Linked DNA regions of Bicyclus anynana: region 2 is linked to region 1. Evidence: chromatin contacts called from public Hi-C data. All regions are on one chromosome and are shown on one strand. The core of a region is the stretch at or near the end of the contact, and the rest is flanking DNA. Distances in the headings are between cores, read along the strand shown. Region 1 holds the start of LOC112051109 (probable DNA replication complex GINS protein PSF2). Region 2 has its middle 37 kb from the start of LOC112051359.

Region 1 (6,232 bases), core at 2,413-4,912:
CTGTAAGCATCCAAACAACCGAATCACTTTTAAGGTGATGCATGTTACCAAGCATTATAGCCGCAATATCGGTATCAGCACTTCTTATTACTATTTCTGCTGGATAGTTGATGTTACATGCATGATATACTCTCTTTGTATCTGCTTCCTCGTGTGCTGGGCATGACAACTCTTCATCAATCCTTGAGACAACTTTGTTGCAATTATCAACAGTAAAAGAATGACACTTTCTGAAATTGATGTATATTGTTTGTTGCCAATAAATGGCACCACTTCATCAGTAGCCCAATGTGAAATAAAAAAATCAACTAAAGCTTCTTTGAAATTTAAATTTTTCAACTCTTTTGCGAAATCACTTGGTCGAATTTGTTCGGGCCCAGTTATAGAGTATTCCAATAGCGCAGATTCTAACCGTTGGGAATGCACATAATCTTTGATCGATGGAGTAAAATATTGATCAAAAATCACATCAATTCTCGAAGCTTGAAATTGAGTAGCCATTTGCAACAATTTTTTTTAAATATTTCCAAATGTTTATGGAACATTTTTCATTGTATGCAGTAGGAAGAAACCGTCAATTATTATAACATCTATATGATGTGGTTGCTCATGCTGGACCTCTTTCTCTAGACATTTCATCAGAGCAGATTTATCTGTCTTACAAATAGCGCCATCCAAATGTTACCCCGCGCTCGCACCTATAGTGGACTTTTGATGTGTCTGGCAAGATGTAAAAACCACGAAAACTGTCCGGCTATTGAGGTAACATCTTTTTATAAGTCCCCAAGTAACATATATAAAATTTAGCTTTTATACTATAACGAAAGTATAATTATAATTTATTAAAGTTTAGGGGTGTCTGGCAGGGGGTAGCAACTGTCATAAGTGTCCGGCAATGGATGACGAGATTTTTAAAGTTATCCTGAAGGAAATATTAAAAAATTGAGATTTATACTTTAACGAATTTCAAGTACTATTTTATACACCTTTACTACCTGTTACCTGCCCAGGTAACCACAACCCAAACTTTATAGTCGCTGGTCGTTCTTACCTGTATAGGAGACATCTACAGAGAAACTTTCAACTTTTATAAAATAACGAAGGTCTGGCTGTCGTGGGCTCTTGCTCTAATAGGTAAAGTATTTGTGAAAAAATTTCATTGTTAATCTAATTATCTATCTAATGTTTGTTTTATTGTACTCGTAAATTGAGTTTCCATCAATAGCAAAATACCATATTACAAGCACGTCTTTTGATAAGTCAAGTTTATCTGTTATTTTTGTAATGACTATGACTTACAAGCATAATCTGATGAGTAGAATCGCCAAAGCTCACGGCAGTTGCGCTTTTTTTTTTTAAATGATAATTATAATTTACAATATTTTGCAGATCCTTTTTCACTCCTTTACTAGGAAGACGAATCCGATTCCCGATCCAAGATTAAGAGATTTTAAAAGGTTTTAAATTTTTTAAGATTTTTGAGATTTACCTTTTGAATAAAAGGTTTACAACCACTGGAATAAGGTGGCAAAGTTAGCCGGCCGCACGGTATCTTCAAGTATCCAAATCTGTAATTTCTGTAATTTGGCCGCACTTAAGCATTCACTTAGCGCAGTAATTAGCTCCATGGGCCCGCTGATAACAAGTTCCACTCACTTGGGCTAACTGCCGTCGTTAGCGAGATATTACATGTAATAGTTTTATCAGTACTGTAGTACAGGGCATGCAGTTTAAAAACTCCTATCTTAATATAAGGTTTTACAGGGCACGCGGTTTACTATTCGTATTTTAATATTTATTCCTATTTTAGTTTTATACATCGATGGTTATACTTATGTGAAAAGGCTCGAGCTTTTCATCGAGATGTCATGAGTGCGATAGTCCTAAGATAGTGTTAGGACTAGGAGTTAGGATTAGGATGGGAAATTCTTCTAATATTATAAACGCGAAAGTTAATATGGATGTTTGTTATTCTTTAAAACCGCAACTACTGAATAGATTTGGCTGGATTTGGATTAACATAGGCATCATCATTTTTCATCCCGGAAAAATTAATGGTTCCCATGGGATTTGCGAAAAACTGAATTTCACGCGGACGAAGTTGAGGGCGTCCGCTAGTAGGTATTGATCGTATTTTTAAAATATTTATTTTTATAAAGAAATTGTGTCAATTTATCAAGACTATTTTTTCAGGAACATTCAGCATTGGAGAAGTGTGATGAATCTGATCTCCTATCTAATATGGTGCGTAGACTCATTCATTTATGAGAGAGGCTAATTATCCATTCTATTATTTGGAGGGAGGCCATATATCTCTCTTTTAAAGGCCCACTATAGGTAGTGGGCCGTTAAAAGTGGTCATTACAAGAGTTACTTACTTAATGAATCAACTAAGAAACTCCTTTAGAACTAAAACACAAAAATATACAGTGAAAGCGTTTAAACAGCGCGGCGAAGGTCAAAAGTATAGAAATACCTACCTGTCTTTTTTTCTTATGGTATTATTATTCTCTGCATTTCTGTCAACTTGATATTAGCAGTCCTGGCTGAAATTCAGTCAAGAGGACATTATTGTCGCTTTTGGTTCTTAACCCAAGTTAATGAAATTGATACAACTGTAGCTATCCTACAATAAAAATAAGTCTCATGCTGAGATCTCCAGACCCTCTCTGACGGCGGACACAATAAATAACACCCGTCTGACTTGTCAACCAGCCACCCTAATTTACTGCTAGTAATTAGGAGTTTGCACTTTGCCAAAACGATTTGCATCGATCGCCTCAAGTTTCGACCTTCTTATACTGACATTTGTATGTGCCCATCGCTCATTTTAATTGATGTCCATGTATTTTCTTCAATTTTTTATCGGTCAAATTACTTAAGTTAGTCTTAATACCTAATTATGCTACTGTTGATTGGAAGTTGCTACTCCAAAGTCTGTGACTTAAGAGTATGCCTATTTTATAACGCGGGCAATAATGTTATACTTGACTTTTATTTGCTGTTAACTAAGCTGTATTTATTTTTGTACATCTATGGGTAAAACAGTTAAAAGTTATTAATTAGATCGGAACTTTTCTTTTCTCTTACTCGAAACTTAATTTTTCATTAATAACTGCCATCTATCGAATAATTTTAAAACTCGTACGTCTAACTCAGGACGTTTTATAATTTACCTATTAAACTTTTTTATGCTGAATTGCATGCTATAAAAAAGTATTAGCCAACACAGTATTAAGATATATGTTTACACAGTTACATATACATTAAATAAACGAGATTATGATACTTTTATTGTTTTTTCCGATTAGGTACCTTTGAACTATGATTGAATTTTTTTATTTGTATTTTAGAAAGAGCCATCTAGCATATAGTGTGTAAAATAAGTATAAAGACTCAAGCGTCAATTTTAATGTAGTTTTAATAACTCATACTAGATGGCAGTTCTAAAACGTTTTGTTTGATTGTTTCTAACAATAATAATAACGTACGTAATCTAAAAAAAACAGCAATTTTATTATCATAATAAAAATAAATGGATTAATGATTGAAAAAGTTAATTATTTACAATTTTGTAATGACCTCACCACAGAGTAGTAATATATTCTTTGACTTTGACTTTGACATTTGACAGTTAGCACTGCACAGTGCAGTGTGCACTAATTCCCGCGGTTTTTTGTTTTGACAACTTGTTGTTAATTGATTTTAGAAAAAAGAACTTTTTGCTTTTATTTATTTTGTGTATAAACTAACGATAATGGATCCATACGAAATCGAGTTCATAGGAGAGAACAGGATCGTGAGCATAATACCAAATTTTTCATACGACAAGATATATTTGATATGCGGTGAATTCGGGCCGTTTCGAGCTGGTTTACCGATGAATGTGCCCCTCTGGTTAGCTGTGATGCTGAAGCAGAAACAGAAATGTCGCTTGGTCCCGCCAGATTGGATGGATTTGGATGTTTTGGAGAATATCAAAGAGGAAGAAAAGCGATCGAGGTTAGTCTATATATCGATATGACGGTTCTTCTCGACATGACCTGCCTTCCAAACCAGTGGTAGAGACTATCAATAGTTACAACTTGATGTTTCAAAAGTGATTGTAAACTAAGCCTACGTTTTAATTTGAGTTGGATGCATCTACGCATAAGTCAACAATACTACTGTTTACCAACAAATAAAAATTGTTAGTAAACAAATTTTTGTTTGTTGTTAAAAAATAACCCAGCTGAGATATTTTGCTTCATTAACACTATGTTCTGTGCTTTACTATGTGCATGGTTTATGAAAATCTTGATTAAAATTAATTTGAACTTATGTAGCTGTACTGAATACCTAGAGGTCATGGGCATGCACTGCACTATTGTTGTACCTACTCCTATGAACAGAACCATTAAAGACTAGCAGACCTCTTTAATCCAGCCCCAACAGTAGTATCGCTGTAAAAATGGAGTGGAACTTCTACCGTTTTTCCCAACATTTCCCATCAATGCTCTGCTCCTATTGATTGATAGTGTGATTAAACTGACAGTTTAATCACACTACGATCAGTAGGAGTGTGAAGAATAATTGTACCAAGTTTCCTTAAAATCCGTGGAGTAGTTTCTTTATTGAACATACAGACAGACAAAAATTTACTGATTGCATTTTTGGCATCAATATCTCAATAATCACCCCCTGATAGTTATTTTGGAAATATATTTCATGTACAGAATTGACTTCCTACAGATTTATTATTAGTATAGATATGTAGAATATTTTTTAAGTAACAAAACAAGTAATATGAAGTAATATGGAGGAGGCTTACACCCGAAGGGGGAATATACATATAGATTAGTTAGAATAGTTTTAAGATACTGTGTACTACCTAAATGGGAAAAAAAAGCTTTTATTATTATTATTATTTTTATTATGAAACAAGTAATGAAATCAGTTGGTGACTATTTATAATTTTTTTTAAAATTAAAAAATACAATAATATTGCAGGTTCTTTACAAAAATGCCTAATGAGCACTACATGGTTGAAGCAAAGCTAATATTAGGAGCAGCTTCCGAAGACATTCCTCGTGCTGCAGAAATCAAAACTATCATTAAAGATATATGGGATATTCGGATGTCAAAACTGAGGACCTCCATGGACGCTTTGATGAAATCTGGGGGTTCCTATGGTAGACTGGATCACCTGACCATGATGGAGATTAACTCGGTTAAGCCATTACTGCCTGCTGCTATGGATGAGCTTTACAGAATTAAAATGGTAATTTTACTAGCTGACTTATTCACTAGTTTGGTCTTTATTTACAACCAATTAACATAAACATCAATTCAACTGAGAAATGTCATCTAAGTACCTACTGTATGATATCCACAAAGGGTTGTCAATAGGCATTGGATGACATTTGTTACATAGAATCTCAATTTGGTATATGTCAACTAACAAAGTGCCTGGTGGAGTATCTACTCGTGATATATTCTAATATTCTTTATAACAAGTATTATTTCTTTAATTGGATACTTTTGAGTGATTTTTTTTATTTTCACTGACAAGAGCCCAGACAGACAATAACTTTGATTGACAGAGAATAACTTTGATTTCATCTGATGTTAAGTGAAAATGAAATTGAAAAATTTTTCTACTGCACTATCATATTATGAACAAATGATTTTCTGAGAGTGAAAGCAAGAAAAGCTGATTAGTTTTTTTTAAATATATTAGTACAGCCTTCCAATTTACTCCAAAAACTTATATTACAAACACTCTACACAGACTCCATTGACTTCCAGACTTCCATCCATTATTAGGATATTTAAGGCCTCTTAACTTTGAGATTTTGAAACCAATAGCTTGCCTTTTTATTATTACAAGCAGGAAGATAAAAAGGTATCTTAATTAATTTTCAACACTATGAATTTCAGATGACCAGAAAATCAACACCTGCAACTTTGAATACTTCCACCTTCAGCCAATCGGGAAGCTCACAGAACATTTGACTCTGGACTTTAAAAACAGTGAGTCAGATCAACGGTGACCTATATTGCAATAACTTGTGTTACCAGTATTATACAAAGAATTTCGATGTTTTTGATGTTCAAAGGCGACTTCTTGCAACAACTTACATTTTACTCACAAAGAGAGTTCATGTTGTAAATATTTGAAATGTAAATGGTTGTACATAATATGAATTTCTGTAAATGTTAGAAGGCGGTGACAGAGAAATAAATAGACTAC
Region 2 (6,501 bases), core at 158-2,657, 230 kb before region 1:
ATTTGTAATTTGTATTTTTGTAATTTGGTTATTGGAATAAAGGCTATTATTATTATTATTATTATTATAAAAAAATTGAATCAAGTCTGGTCTGGTGGTGGCTTGGGCCGTAGCTAGTTACCATCTTATCGCCAAAGAAGTAGGTACTGCCAATCAAAAGCTGTTGAGGGTAGAATAAACTTGAAAATTGGCTCGAGTCATGTTTGTTGGTAGTCATCAGCCGTGACGAATACCGCAAAGTGATCCGGTATACCACGTGGAAACCGTCAGTGGTGTAGTTAGAATAACTTCCAATTAAGCCCGCTTCCATCTTAGATAAGATAGCGCTTGTCATTGAATTAAAAATCTAAACACTTCTTAAATCATTACATTTCAGTTCCTTTCATACAAAACTGTAACATTTCAATCACACGCTCAGAATCTCCGATACGCAACGTTAAAACAGCTACATCTAACAGCTAATTAATTATAGTTCCAAACTTTCAAATAAACAAATTAATCTGTAATGAATCTGATCAATCCGCGTCGTATCAAACAAAACACCAACAGAATAAATCTTTCGACAATTCATTTGCTTCAATTTGTAATGAATCCCGGATATATCAAAGTTTAGTTTTTTTAACAACACACTCAGTGTTTACGTTGGTATAGATATTTGTTTAGTATTTTTTTTATAAGCAATGCTAATAAATAAAATTTTTGCGCACCTATTAACATTGTAATTATTGTTTTTATTAGTAGAGCATTTTTAATGGACGTTGTCCGGAGAAGTATTGCTGCCACCAAGCAGCTTTGCTGTGTTCAGTCTCTAAATAATACCTACCTAATCGACATCAAGCGAGTCGCAGGTATTTGCTGGATGCAGGCGGCTCAGTATCGTGATGTTTGGAAGTCCCTAAAAAAGGCCTATGTCCTGCAGTGGACGTCCATTGGCTGACATGACGATGATGATGATGATGATGATGATGATGTATTGTAGGGCTTACTATACTATTTTGTACCACTACAAAGTACGTAAGTCGTACACTTGCGTTAATTATGACTGTATTATATCCTTGGGGGCAACTTTACTCTACATATCACATTGGCAATATATTATTGACTCTTCGTCTTTTACTTGTTTACAGTTGTAATGGGTAAATAATACCCATAGTACGTAATTTTCTTACTTATTTTAGTTTTTCATAACACCGGGATAAAATACATCTTCAATGTTACTTTTTCTTTTTTAAAAAACTATTAATTATGATAAAAAAATATCTTTATACAATAATTTTATTAAATAAAATAGACGGATTACACGGGATCGTATAAAAACGTCGGCAGGTGATAAATCAGTTGTCGCGCGCTGCCATCTATCTCGCACGAGGCACAACGTGAAAGGTGTAATGCGGGCCGCCGACGGATAGATGGCGTCCTACGCTATGCGCGTGCACAGCAGGTTTGCGCTGATTAGCAAGCTTGTAGTACGGTAACATGTTTTTTTCTCAAAACTTATTATATTGACAATGTATTAATTCGAAGGGTCGAATAAACCCATCTTTAATAAGATCTCGTAAGGAATCTTGGAGATGCCAAAACACGCATTTAAACAGCGTAAAAATAAATAAATAAAAAATAAAATAAAGTTTAAACAGCGTGCTAAACATAAATTCAAAATTCATTTATTTCAATTAGGCTTAGTTTACAAGCACTTTTGAAATGTCAGGATTATGTAATAATTTAATTCAATTCTAATGGTGGTAATAATAGTCGAAAACTTAAAATTAAAGTTACGAGGGTTCCAAATGCGCCTTGGTCCGAGAAAAGCCCACAAAAAACTCAGCCAAGGTTTATTTTTTTTGTTTACCACCATTTAACAAACTTATTTAAAATTAAGCACACATACAAAAAACTACTAAAATTTATAAAAAAAATAATCCCTCCCGCTGCAGGACATTTGAGTGCCCAAGCAACCGGTAGTTAGGGCTCTACAGTAAGGAACCTCCTCATAATACGCGCCGTCTCAAGAATCACTGCCTTCTGTATCCGACTCTTAATCCAACAGTTATGTGAAAGCTTCATATGGTGTTGGTCGAAGCTTTTCGCTATAAGACCATTGACTGAAACAACTATGGGAACAATAATAGTTGACTCAACATTCCACATGGCGGTAATATCATGAGCAAGGCCCAAGTAATTTGATACTTGGATCTTCTACGTTATTAGAAACGTAAAATTTCAAAAGCGCTTACAAACTAAGCCTACTTTCTAAAAGTAATAATGTTGAACTTAATTATAACAAACAATACAATTAATTTTGCACAGTTTTCGAACAATATGTGAGTGATTCTCTTTATTTCTGTTTATAACGTCTTTCATCAATGTTCAACCCGACTGTATACTAGTTAAACAGTGGTAATGGAGCAGATATTTGCTTACGTTGCGAGGTAGCCATAAATCTCGCCGTCAAAACATTGACCTAATCGGATGTGAAGATTACATCGTTAATTGAAAATTTGTTTGTATCTACTCTTCAAACACTTCTTTGGTATTCATACAATATTGTTTTCATCTCACTTGTTTCGAAAAGTTTCTTTTGCTAGGTGAAATCAGCAAGCAAAGTAGTTTTTTCTGCCTCAACAGTCAAAGTACACTAATTCGAATTTAGAACGCGAGGCGAGGACGAGTATGTTAGTTAGGTATATTGTCTATTATTAATTTGACGGCCTCAGTGGCGCAATGGTAAGCGCGATGGATTTACAAGACGGAGGTTCTGGGTTCGATCCCCGATTGAGGTTTTCTTAATTGGTCCAGGTCTGGCTGGAGGGAGGCGCCAAGCGATTAAGCGTTCCGGTACGATATCGTGTAGAAACCGAAGAGGGGGTGGATTTTTATCCTCCTACTAAAAGTTAGCCCGCTTCCATCTTATATTGCATCATCACTTACCAACAGGTGATATTGCAGCCAAGGGCTAACTTTTAAAGAATAAAAATAAATCTGTTTGCATTTGGGTGTACTTGTATAGTAGAGGATCTCAAAATAAGAAAATCTTCACCCATCTGTTTACTTGATGAAAAGTCTTTTATATCAAATTAAATATATGCCAATTTTCGTTTGCCTAAACAAATCAGTCCACAATATAACAGATTTAATTTGATATAGAATACTTTTCATTCAGTAAACAGATGGGTGAAGGTCGTTGCTAATTCGGATTTTAGATTAGTAGGGACAGTACAGAAAAGGTACAGAAAAGCGTTTAAAAGTTTGATGGTAGTCATTTTGACAGACAGTGCGTTGCCATATAAAACTGCACAATGTGTTTATTACAATAAGGTTATTTCAACGTTTACAAGGTATTTTTTTAGTATTTTTACAAGCGCTTGATCTGTAAACTGTGATCGAACAAAAAATCTCCGACCAAATCGGATTAGTTTCAGGGTATGTCCGCGTTCTACTTCTTGATCGTTCACTCTTGACAGAGTGGTCGTGGTTGCAGCTATGAGCGACGCATAATAACATGCATTTTTTGCATGCATGCATACGTATATTATAACCTTTTTATAACTCTTATAAATCTTTCTTTCAATCCGCAATTATTTAAAATGCATCTATGTGCATTGCATAGGAGTTGCAATGCAATATAATAATTTAAAACCCCAGTATCCCGGGCGGACAGTAAATGCAGCGTGATGTAGAACTCCCCGGCGTCCCTTCGCTCCCTTCAGCGCTGACAGCGATGCATTCTGCTTGAAGCACTAAACAGTAAACACATAACGTAATATGTTTTAAACTTTGTGGGTCCAGTGGTTAGCTTTATATATGCTTTCGGAACATGAGGTCCTGGAACCATGGATTCGGTCCTAGGTCGAGCTGTGAAATATTGAAAGTTTACATTCAATATTTCACAGCTCGACCTAGGACCGAATAAAGTCGAAGTTCACATCGACTTTCACGTGCGGGCACGTCGCGGGCGTCCGCTAGTCATATAGGAGTTACCTTACCTCACTTTATCAGTCGATAGACGTTCACTGCTGGACATAGGCCTCTTGCATGGACCTCCAAACAAAACGATCTCGAGCCGCCAGCATCCAGCGGCTCCCTGCAACCCGCTTGATATTCTCGGTCCACCTAGTGGGGGGTCGGCCAACACTGCGCTTTCCGGTGCGGGGTCGCCATTCCAGCACCTTGGGACCCCAACGTCCATCGGCTCTTCGAACTATGTAGCTCACCCATTGCCACTTCAGCCTCGCGACTTGTTGAGCTATGTCAGTGACTTTGGTTCGTCTGCGGATCTCCTCATTCCTGATTGGATCACGCAGAGAAACTCCAAACATAGCTCGCTCCATCGCCCGCTGAGTGACTTTGAGCCTTCTAATAAGGCCCATAGTCAGCAACCAAGTCTCGGATCCGTACGTCATCACTGGCAACACGCACTAATCGAAGACTTTCGTCTTCAAGCACTGAGGAATTGCGGACGAAAAGATGTCGTGGAGTTTCCCGAACGCTGCTCAGCCTTGCTGGATTCGGCGATTCACCTCTTTCTCGAAATTGGACCTACCTAACTGGACTATGTGTCCTAGGTATATTCGTCTACAATTTCGAGCGCAGAGTCCTCAACAATAACTGGGTGGAACGGTACATGAGCATTAGACATGATTTTCGTCTTGCTCATGTTTATTTTTAGACCCACACGTTGAGAAACTCTGCTGAGGTCGTTGAGCATGGTACTAAGGTCCTCCAGAGTCTCTGCCATAATCTACATCGTCGGCAAAACGTAGTTGAGTGATGTACTGATGTTGATGCCAAATCCGTTCCAGTCCAAAAGCTTAAAGACATCTTCTAATGGCGCGGTAAATACATAAAACACAGTTATAGATTTAAAAAAATGTCACCCTAAGACTGTCAACACTTATTGGAGCAGCATGGTGGGACTAAGATCCCTTTTCCTACAATTAGAGAGTCGTTTAGTGTGTAATTCCTTTCCTTCCTCCTGTCCTTTAAAATAGGCCGATAATGATAGTAAAATACAGGCAAAAGAAATACAGTATTAGCTTGTTATAGAGTACAAATCGTAACAAATAGTTTTAGATCACAGATCTTGCTCAGGTAAGTAAGCGGCGAGGGGAGAGCGGGGAAAGAGCGAGCAGTGTAAGGCGGACGGTCCACTTCATCACCCGCGCCGTGTTTTCATTAGCCGCCTTAACGTATGACGCGGCGAGGGACTAAATCTTCATTTTTGACGTCCCACGGGTGTGTGCCGCGATATAGAGCCGATAGATGTGGCTTGAAATTATAAAAATTAAAAAGAAAACATTTTGAGATTCACCCGACAGGCCACGAAGTATTAGTAATAACGACAAGTGACAGAAACTCTTCATCATGAAAAAATGGTATTTATAAAATATTGCGATTTAGTTATTTTACTTCAACATACATACTCGTATCTAAAAACTTTTCCACAAACACCTGTGCCTAAACCAGCGTTTGTGAGCTAATTTAGTTAGAATGACTTTTATTTTTTATCACAAATCGCATTAATTAAAAAAAGTGACATCTTTAAGTTGGCTCATTCGATCATCATCATAGCTAAAGACCCTCACCCGATATCTGACAAAAATATTTTATTAGGTACTTAGTGTAGTTGCAATGTAAAACGTATAATCAAAAAAGACTTTAAACTCAAATGAATTTACATATAGTAATAGTTTATTAAACAAGCCAAAACAAATTAGTAAAACTACAATGCAGCACTTCAGACTTGGGTGTTAATTCTATGTGCCTGTTAAACGAACAACCATTTAAATGGACTACATCCTTGTTGCCTAACTTCTGAAAAAAGAATGAGTGTATAGCAAAACAGACTTTCTTTTTTTTTTCGTATTGAATACGTGCCGATGGCTCCATGTAGGACTACTACGACGATACCGCGAGTGCAGAAGCATCGCCTGATGAGATCCGAAAGCTGAAATAAAGATAGAGGACGGAACGACTCTTGGGCGTCTCCTATGAGACTCGGGCCTCGGCTTAGAGGGCCATTCGGTTCGGATTCGGGGGTAACCGTGACCTGAGTGTCAAAATCAGTCCGGACGCCCCCGTCCGGGTGACGTTAGTTATATATCGGGGACCTCGTCTTCGCCGGCGAAGACGCTGTGTAGCTTGTGATTGTATTGCCCGGGAAGCATTGTCGGTCGTCATGTCATCGTCTGGATCGTAAAGGACGTTTTTGGGTCGCCTCTGCTTGAAGTTAGCGTTAAGGTTGGGAGTGTAGTTGCAGGCCTCAACCACTAGTTGGTTGGCATACTGTCGAAATAGTTTCGAGAGAGCTGTTTCATGTAACTAGATCAAAACAGATTGCTGGTCAAAATCTCTTCCAGTTAGTTTGTATCTCGGTCACATGTCTCGTCGCGACCGGACGGGGACGGCGCTAATGTTGATACATCGCGCGGAGTTCGGACAGACAGCCAGGTTGCGTCCCTGTTAAATAATAACGTGCTGATCACGCCCTCGTCGCAGGAAAGG

What was found. A called contact is a pair of places that touch in the nucleus more often than the background predicts.
Region 2: a contact with region 1 is called in a Hi-C map of whole larva, with 4 times the contacts expected there. The contact joins the enhancer-like site here to the promoter of LOC112051109 in region 1. A contact is called at or near these places in 2 of 2 Hi-C or Micro-C datasets (whole body and whole larva).

The regions. Positions count from the first base shown.
Region 1 is chr5:17,787,003-17,793,234 of ilBicAnyn1.1, reverse strand. LOC112051109 (probable DNA replication complex GINS protein PSF2) reads left to right here and starts at 3,662. Exons shown (of 3, transcript XM_024089600.2): 1 at 3,662-4,002; 2 at 4,990-5,260; 3 at 5,920-6,232. The coding sequence starts at 3,758. The coding sequence ends at 5,994.
Region 2 is chr5:18,011,722-18,018,222 of ilBicAnyn1.1, reverse strand. No RefSeq gene overlaps it. Among protein-coding and RNA genes, the nearest start is that of LOC112051359, 37 kb to the right of the region's middle. Within about 2 kb of position 1,407, at least 8 of the 8 cell types and tissues checked have open chromatin away from gene starts, as enhancers often do.